Linked DNA regions of Mus musculus: all the other regions are linked to region 3. The links are chromatin contacts, called in public Hi-C maps. All regions are on one chromosome and are shown on one strand. Each heading gives the region's core, a stretch centred on a gene start, on an enhancer-like site or on the middle of the called end of the contact. The rest is flanking DNA. Distances are from core to core; before and after follow the strand shown. Region 1 overlaps Gm36574 (a long non-coding RNA gene). Region 2 overlaps Hivep3 (human immunodeficiency virus type I enhancer binding protein 3). Region 3 overlaps Hivep3 (human immunodeficiency virus type I enhancer binding protein 3).

The links. Hi-C and Micro-C count contacts between places; a contact is called where the count stands out from the background.
Region 1: a contact with region 3 is called in a Hi-C map of muscle stem cells, with 2.3 times the contacts expected there. The contact joins two enhancer-like sites. A contact is called at or near these places in 1 of 15 datasets of contacts at CTCF or cohesin (pro-B cells), 37 of 484 Hi-C or Micro-C datasets (the 3T3-L1 cell line, the AML12 cell line, the Ba/F3 cell line and 24 more) and 1 of 9 other capture datasets (embryonic stem cells).
Region 2: a Hi-C map of cerebral cortex shows a contact between it and region 3, with 2.9 times the contacts expected there. The contact joins two enhancer-like sites. A contact is called at or near these places in 1 of 39 promoter capture datasets (pre-B cells), 7 of 15 datasets of contacts at CTCF or cohesin (CD8 T cells, the NIH/3T3 cell line, embryonic stem cells and 2 more), 83 of 484 Hi-C or Micro-C datasets (3T3-L1-derived adipocytes, B cells, the BV-2 cell line and 45 more) and 10 of 115 datasets of contacts at active chromatin or transcription factors (the 230-238 cell line, CD8 T cells, bone marrow-derived macrophages and 5 more).

The regions. Positions count from the first base shown.
Region 1 is chr4:120,367,441-120,370,140 of GRCm38.p6, forward strand. All of the region lies in intron 3 of Gm36574 (a long non-coding RNA gene), which reads right to left. Among named protein-coding and RNA genes, the nearest start is that of Gm36574, 28 kb to the right of the region's middle. Within about 2 kb of position 1,436, at least 72 of the 459 cell types and tissues checked have an H3K27ac peak or open chromatin away from gene starts, as enhancers often do. A contact at or near this core is called in the C2C12 cell line, cerebral cortex, cortical neurons and 3 more, where this site is marked.
Region 2 is chr4:119,900,187-119,902,956 of GRCm38.p6, forward strand. All of the region lies in intron 1 of Hivep3 (human immunodeficiency virus type I enhancer binding protein 3), which reads left to right. Among named protein-coding and RNA genes, the nearest start is that of Hivep3, 87 kb to the left of the region's middle. Within about 2 kb of position 1,440, at least 48 of the 459 cell types and tissues checked have an H3K27ac peak or open chromatin away from gene starts, as enhancers often do. A contact at or near this core is called in cerebral cortex, cortical neurons, muscle stem cells and 1 more, where this site is marked.
Region 3 is chr4:120,126,822-120,129,521 of GRCm38.p6, forward strand. It overlaps Hivep3 (human immunodeficiency virus type I enhancer binding protein 3), which reads left to right. Exons shown (of 9, transcript NM_010657.3): 7 at 1,455-1,541. Among named protein-coding and RNA genes, the nearest start is that of Edn2, 33 kb to the right of the region's middle. Within about 2 kb of position 1,375, at least 50 of the 459 cell types and tissues checked have an H3K27ac peak or open chromatin away from gene starts, as enhancers often do. A contact at or near this core is called in the C2C12 cell line, cerebral cortex, cortical neurons and 4 more, where this site is marked.

The DNA of each region.
Region 1 (2,700 bases), core at 186-2,685, 240 kb after region 3:
TTATAATTTAGAATCTGTGAAGAGTGAGTTGCCACAATCAGTTAGCTATCTTGGCCCACGCCCTGTTATGCCTCCCTGGCTCTTGTGTTCTACAGGGACAAGAGTGGTCTATGGAACACTCACAGTTGCACAATGTGGTCCTCTGAGACTCATCTTCAGAGAGCACAGAAGTTCATCTGTGGTTGACAGCAAGCTATGAGTTACTCTACAGAGAGGACAGTAGAGTAGCTAGCACATGGCTGACTGAAGAGAAGCGGCTACTCTTTCCTTTCCCCTCACATCTTTTTCCTCTAGCACTGTTCTCTGAATTTCTTCAGTGGCAACTGTTTCCTTCCTTAGGGTTTGATTTTGGAAGAATCCCAAGGTCAGAGGGTCAGAGGGTTAGCAATGGAACCAAAGAGGGACACCTGCAGGGACACAGAGGGGAGGGCTTCTTTCCTGTTGGCCCATGCAAGCCTTACATGGCTTCCTCTGCAGAGGTAGGTTTGCATCTCCCTAAATAGGTGGTCATTGTGGAAGTTCAGAGAGGAGGACTCTGGCTTCTGCGGCAGCCTGTCATCTGTGCCAAGCCAGATGTCATAAACAGGATGACACAGCACCTATTCCACACCCCCATCCCTCTTAAGTGAGTGAAGCAGAGCCCTGCCTGCCTTCTGCTGCTTGCTGATGGACATAGGGGAGTTTCAAGGACAACTCAGAAGGTTCAAACTAGACAGTGACCTTGGCAGTATCTAGCCCAACTCCCTCCTTCCGCACTCTCCCTTATCTATAAGGAGAAGAAAGCCAGAGGGAGCAAGCACCACCCAAAGTCTCCTGACCCTCACCCCGTGTCCTAAAACTGCCCTGAGACACAGCTCTGCCTAAGAGGAGCTAACAACTCCTCTCCTAGGATTTCCTGAGAATAGCTACAGCTGTGAAGGAAAGAGAGTAAGCCTAAGAAGAGATGTAGGGTGGAGGGAAGGCTGCCAGCTAAGAGAAATGGACAAATCAAGGGATGCTACCCCACACTTTGAGCTCAAGGCCCTCCCTGCTATGGAGCCCTTCCTCAGCAGAGGCCAGCTAGACAGCCACTGTGTCTTTGGCTCCCCAGGTGACCAGGCAAGCACATCTGTCTTCAGCATCTTCATCTATGAGCGAGAATAAGTACTGTCTCATATCTATCCCAAGACATTCACCTTGCCTGTAAGGGCTATAGCCCACAGCAGAACCTGATAGCCATAGTGACAGAGGTGCTCTGTGCCACCAACTCCCTCAGGGCCCAGGGCAGGTGCAGAAAGGGTCTCTAGCTTAGGGTTTTTGCCTCAGTCTCCCATTAGATCCACTCTCTGGATCATCTTTGCCCCTCCATTTCCCCCAAATCTTCTAGCCTCCTTTAGCAGTTGCTCATGGGAGACTGAGCCTAGGAAGGTGCGCCACCTAGGGGCCCTTGGCTTCCACTGTAGCATGAAGGTACAAGGAAGGAAGTAGCAGGCAGGGTTGGCTCCATCTGACTTCTGGGCAGTTAAGAAAATTCAAAACGGGGAAAGTGGAAAATCAGACAGCAACAACACGACATAATCCAGACCAGATCTCAGGCCTTCTGATCTAGCAAGCTCTTCTTTTTGTCTCCGTGTTCCAAGGACATCTGGGTAGAGGGACATTCACCCATTAAAGTAAGAGTAAACGATACTCTTTGGTGGCACAGAAGTCCTTTTAAATCACTGGGAAATGTTCTCTGCTTGTTTCCATGAAGATTTGGAGTGGACTGGAGTAAGCTGTGGGTGGGAAAGGCCTGATGGAAACCGCAGGGGACAAACCAGGGCCTGGCTTCATCAAGGACTTGGCTGTGTGACTCCAGTTGCTGACCAGGAGAAAGTTCCAGAAAAGTAGCAAAGTGGGATCAACTTCCTTCTGTGTTCTGAATAAAATTTGAAAGCAAGCATGTGACTCACTTTCAAGCAACCACTGGGGCCATCTGCCCCTCCCCCACCAGTCTAGGACAAGAGCCAAAGTTCTTGCCTCCCTCCCTCCCCTTCCCTCCTCTCCCCTCCCTGACCTTTATCTTTCCCACCCCCATCCTCCCTTCCCACCCACTGTCCCTCATCTATACCCCCAACTGCTACCGGCCACCTCACCACTCTTCTGGACCCTAGGGGTAGTTTTTGCTTTGGCCTCTGCCTGCAGTACCTTCTGTGCAACCCTCCCTCCGATTGCCTTCAGGGTTTTAATTAAATGTCACCTTCTGGAGAGAGGTCTTCCCTACCTGAAGCTCAGCACCTGCCCGGCTTTCTCAGCCTTAGCATTGTTCTGAATGTACTTTTGTCTCCGTCCTGCCTGCATTCAGTCTGCCCGTTGCTGAGTTCTGAGCACAGAGTAACTCTCATTAAGTGTGTGGATGACTATTCAAGTAGTCATTCTAAAAAGAAAGTAAAAACAGAACGCTGACCTACCCCACAGACTGCCCTTGGAAACTCAGAAAACAGTTAACATGCAAATGCTTCATTTGAGAAACCCCTGCCTTTGAGCATTCACTGGTCCCTTGGGCACTAGGAGACAAGGGAAGGCATGGCAGTGCCCCTCACCCCTGTAGATAATGAAGTGGAAGCATCGCCCGCAGGCTCAAGGGCTGGAGGGGGGCCCACAGCTGGTCCGGGTATTGCTAAGAGCCCAGTCTGTAGGCTCAGCCGCTGCAGAGCCATCTCCTTCCCACGCTGCAGCTTC
Region 2 (2,770 bases), core at 190-2,689, 230 kb before region 3:
AATAGCTGAGTAGTACTCCATTGTGTAAATGTACCACATTTTTTGTATCCATTCCTCTGTTGAGGGGCATCTGGGTTCTCTTCAGCTTCTGGCTATTATAAATGAGGCTGCTATGAACACAGTAGAGCATGTGTCCTTCTTACCAGTTGGGACATCTTCTAGATATATGCCCAGGAGAGGTATTGCGGGATCCTCTGGTAGTACTATGTCCAATTTTCTGAGGAACCGCCAGACTGATTTCCAGAGTGGTTGTACAAGCTTGCAATCTCACCAACAATGGAGGAGTGTTCCTCTTTCTCCACATCCTCGCCAGCATCTGCTGTCACCTGAATTTTTGATCTTAGCCATTCTGACTGGTCTGAGGTGGAATCTCGGGGTTGTTTTGATTTGCATTTCCCTGATGATTAAGGATGTTGAACATTTTTTCAGGTGCTTCTCTGCCATTCGGTATTCCTCAGGTGAGAATTCTTTGTTCAGCTCTGAGCCCCATTTTTTAATGGGGTTATTTGATTTTCTGGAGCCCACCTTCTTGAGTTCTTTATATATATTGGATATTAGTCCCCTATCTGATTTAGGATAGGTAAAGATCCTTTCCCAATCTGTTGGTGGTCTTTTTGTCTTATTGACGGTGTCTTTTGCCTTGCAGAAGCTTTGCAACTTTATGAGGTCCCATTTATCGATTCTTGATCTTTCTGCACAAGCCATTGCTGTTCTATTCAGGAACTTTTCCCCTGTACCCATATCTTCGAGGCTTTTCCCTACTTTCTCCTCTATAAGTTTCAGTGTCTGCTTTGATTTTTAAAAACATATCTTTTGCTGTCTACACCTTTAGGTTCTCTATCTATTGTTTCAACCATCTGCAGATCTAAAATATTTTTAAAACTATTGTGAGGTATCTGGATTGAATATGATGTCTTTTCTCTAGTCATTATTCCTTAGCCAGGTCATATACATATACATCATATATATGTATATGTGTATGTATACATATACATATATATGTATACACACATATATATGCATACACATAGACATATACATGCACACATATATATGCATACACATAGACATATACAAGCACACATAGGCATACACATGCACACACACACACATATATGCACACACATATATAGTTGCATGTGTAATATGTAGTGAGTGACTACATAATATTGTGTTGCATACTAATTTAGAGATTATTTAGAGTATACTGTGGAAAGGTACATAGGTTATATGCAAGTACTGTACCATGTTATATATGGGACTTGAGACTTCTCCTGTGGTGGTGTAGGAACCCTGGAACAAATCTCCTATGGATGCTGAAGGGTGGTTGTACTGACGGCAGCCAAGAGGAGGTTTCCACGGCAGCCTCTATTCACCAGACTCCTGGGGAGAGAAGTAACAGCTCACTCCCTGCTGCTGACTGGGAGAGAGCACATGGGCTCTTCGGCCTCCTCTGTGCCTCTGCGTCTTGTTCAGTGTGTTTGAGAAGAGGAGCAGCTGGTGGAGATGGCCTGGAAGGTAATGAGTCACAGTTTTCCAGCTGCCTTGCCAGAAATGCTTCCACGGCACCAGGAAGACAAGCCATGTTTGACGAAGAGTGGTCCCCCATATTGGCCAGGCGGAAAGAGTTCTATATTAGGGTTTGGATTACTAAATCCAAAGCTTCTTATACCAGGCATAAAAACCCAGAGCCTCAATGCCTGTCCTCATCTCTAAAGTGAGAGGTTTGGCTCAGAGCCGGGAGACAGCTGCTCCAAGACTCTCACAGGCCTCAGCGTATTTGTGACCATGATTAAGTTCACCCAGGGCCAGGAAACCGCTCTACTCTGAGTGACTCTAGGGCCACTGAGCCCCTGCATCCTCCCACAGGCTGTATCTGGGGAGCAGAGAGCCGCCACAGCCGTGCTCATCTGTCTTCAGAGTGTGTCTCCAAGGGAAGAGTGTTCTCATTCTGCGAGTGGGGAGCTATTAGACTGCTGGATTCTCAAGCAAATGGCCGATCTGAAGTCCCCTCCCCACAGCCTGCTCATCAGTCTGGGCTTGATACTTGCTAATTTCCTTTCCTGGACAAACTTGTCACCACCACTCTGAAAATAAGGTGACCAGATGGGAACACAATGCAGATTTGATCCACTTGTTACAGAGGAGCGTAAGGAGGCTGCTGGCTAGTCGGAATTCAGATGTCTCCTCAGACAGCCTCACGCTGGCTTGATTTCCAGTCTGTGGCTTTCTGTGAAACACCTGCCCATTTTCAGTCTTTGCAGAATTTGACCTTGGTGCTCCTTTGTGGGCGAAGGACTGGTACAAAGGGAAGGAGTGCCTCTGGCTCCCACCCCTAGGAGGGACTGGGCAGTCCCCTGGACGTGTGAACTGCTTATTCTAAGCAATAAACATTTGAGTGACTGGGCTTGCTTTGTTCTGTGAAATAGGACCTTGGGGTTCTTCATGCTAACATAAAACAGCTTTTTAGAATGGCCAATGGCCATGGCATTGTATGCACTTAGGGGTTTCTCTATAATGTATGCACTTAGGGGTTTCTCTATAATGTACGCACTTAGGGGTTTCTCTATAATGTACGCACTTAGGGGTTTCTCTGGGCCTCTGCATGTTTGTCCTTAAATTAAGCAGCATTTCTAGCTCTAACTTAGGTGTCTGACAAGGATCCATCTCTGTGGGTACAGTGGCTTCTACTGCATGAATTTGACCTTCTTTTAGCTCCCCCTGCAAAAGACTCACTTATTTCTTTATTTTTACCTCTCAACTTTTATTT
Region 3 (2,700 bases), core at 125-2,624:
CCATCTCTCTTCCCATTAGCTCTGTCTCCTGTCTACTCATCTAACAGTGTCCCTGTTCATGCGCCCCCCCCCCACGCACACACACACACACACACACACACACACACACACACACACACACACACAGGTTTTCTTGTCCCCACCCCCGGCTCTATCTGTCTGCCCATTCTCCTTTTCCCCTCTGGACTGGCCTCCCATACATTCCCACGTGTGGACATCCATCCTCCGATCATGTAGCCGCCCATCTTTCCATCTGCTTACAGGCCAACTTCCACCAGTTCCCCTGTTTATTTTTCCCCGTGGACCTTGCCTCCTCTGTCTGCCTGCCTGCCATCGGCTTCTCCTCCAGTGTCCATCTGTCCTCATGCTTCTATCTTTCTCTCCATGTTCCTCCATTCGCCATACCTCGTCCCCCTGTGCACTCGTTCCCAGAGACTCCATCTTTCCATTCTACCTCCTTCCGTCCATCCATTCAGACTCAACAATTTAAGGCTCATGGGACAGCGTACCTGACCCCGGGAGCTTCAGACATGTTATAGGATCAGCCATGTGGAAATACAACAGTCCTCAGAGCACAACCCAAAGGAACTTCCTGTGACGTCTGTCTGTGTTCTCTGGGGACAGGACAGGGAGCTTAGCCTCTCCTCCCTGAACCTGCTGTCCACAGAGCTCCTCACCCTGCAGCCTGTCACAGGTGTGCACCATGGAGAACCTGACATCACTGTTGCTGTTGTTGTTACCCTGGCCTCAGAAGCTATCGCTCCAGTTCCCCAGCCTATGGGGCCAGGCCTACAACTTGGGGCAGTACCTCAGGGCTTCACAGAGCCTTGGACAACCCATTCCCATAGCACTCTAGTCCTCTGTCTGCACTGTGCCCCAGAGAGGGGGCTGTCCCTAAGACAGTCCCAGCCTGCGTCCCAGAGCCTGTGGGGCTCATGTCCCTTGCTGCTCACCTCACTGCTCCTGCAAGGAACCATGCCCTGCTTTCTCTGCTTAGACCCTAAGGATTGGCCTGATTGTAGTATACTCGGTCAGAAGAACTTCTCAGCCCGCAGCTACTGTATTAGTCATGAGAATCCCATGTCACTCCAGCATTTAAGATTGCAAATCATCTTATCTGAGTGTGCCACCAGCCCCGGGGCCCAAACATAAGACAGAAGCAGAAGAAAAAAAATGCACCTGAGTGGTCTTTCAACTTCTCTGTGTTTTAACCAGCATCTCTGGTTCTCACTGTACCCTGCCCCCTCCCCCCCAGCTGCATGCCCTCCCTGCCCCAGCTCCTGTGTTTGACCTTCTGTAGCAGTTACAGTTGCATAGTCTGGCTGCATGCTGGAGCACAGGAGGCCTTGGCCCCTGCCCAGCCCTCGGCACTTGTGTAAGGAGCTGTGGCCTGGCAGCTGTGTATTGCCCTCCCCCTACCACCAGGCCATGAGTCTGTTCTCATTTCTTTCCAGGGAATCTGACTAAGCACATGAAGTCGAAAGCCCACAGCAAAAAGTGCCAAGAGACGGGGGTGCTGGAGGAGCTGGAAGCCGAAGAAGGTACTGTACCAACCTCCTCTTTCCCTAACTCCCTCTCCACTTCACATCCCTCCCCCTTACCCCTGACCTTCCCCCTTTCCAGACACCCTCATTTCTACTACTGTTCCCCTTCCTCTCTCTCCCTCCCACCATCTTTCCCTTCTATGTCCTCCCTTCTAGTTTGCTGAACAACTGGGAAGCAGCAAATGTTAAATTCATAAAATGCTCCCCAGTGCCACAGAGCCAGTCACTGTGCAGTTCAGTATAACCTAGTGTTCCAGCAGAAAGCCAGCCCCAACGGGAACTCGGCGCACCCAGTGTGTGCCAAGCACAGTCTAAACACGTGCCTTGAGTTGTCTTAGTGGGACCTGGATAGATCTTCAGGCACTTAACTAGAAGTCTCTTCTGATAGGAACCTGCAATGTGGTCTGTGGGACTGCGAGTGTCACTGAGAAAGGCAAAGCTAGATCGGGTAGGTCCATCCCTTCTCGGCCCTGACACATCACTACAACCTGACTATGGTCCTCCAGCATCAGAAACAAGCTAGAGGCAGACTGATAGCAGACAAGGCAGGGGACACGGGTAAGGAGGGAGGCCAGAGGGGCTGCGGCAGATAGAATGACAAACCTTAGCTGTAGATTCTCAGGAGTCAGGGTCAGGGCTTAGTGTGACAAGACGAAGAAGGGAGTGGGTCAGGGGGGTGGGGGGCAGAGAAGAAAGGAGAAAGCTGTGGTTTTTATTTTCTGTTTGTGAAGCAATCTAACAAGAGTTAGATCATGTTTCTTTTAACACTGAATAAACCAATGTTTACAACAATCCACTCAAAGCACTGTCTTCACAAATTATAATGTGAGGCCCCCATGTTGTCAAAATGCATGCCAGGCTACTATAGATGGTGTCCTGGCGAGGGCCCTGTAACATAAGCCCAGACATGGGACCATGAAGGACCATGAAAGACAGGGGGCCTTGGCTGACCTCTATCCTCTATCCTTGAGTATAATGGGAGTGATACATATGTCCTCTGCCTGTGTGCGGAGAACTCCAGCAGGGGTGTAGGGATGTGATCTAGGCCAGACACATGAGCACAGTTCAGGTGAGAAGTGGTCTGATTCCAGATGCTTTCAGAGACTGAGCCCATAGATGGTCCTGCTACATCATAGAGGGCAGAGGAGGGGAGGGA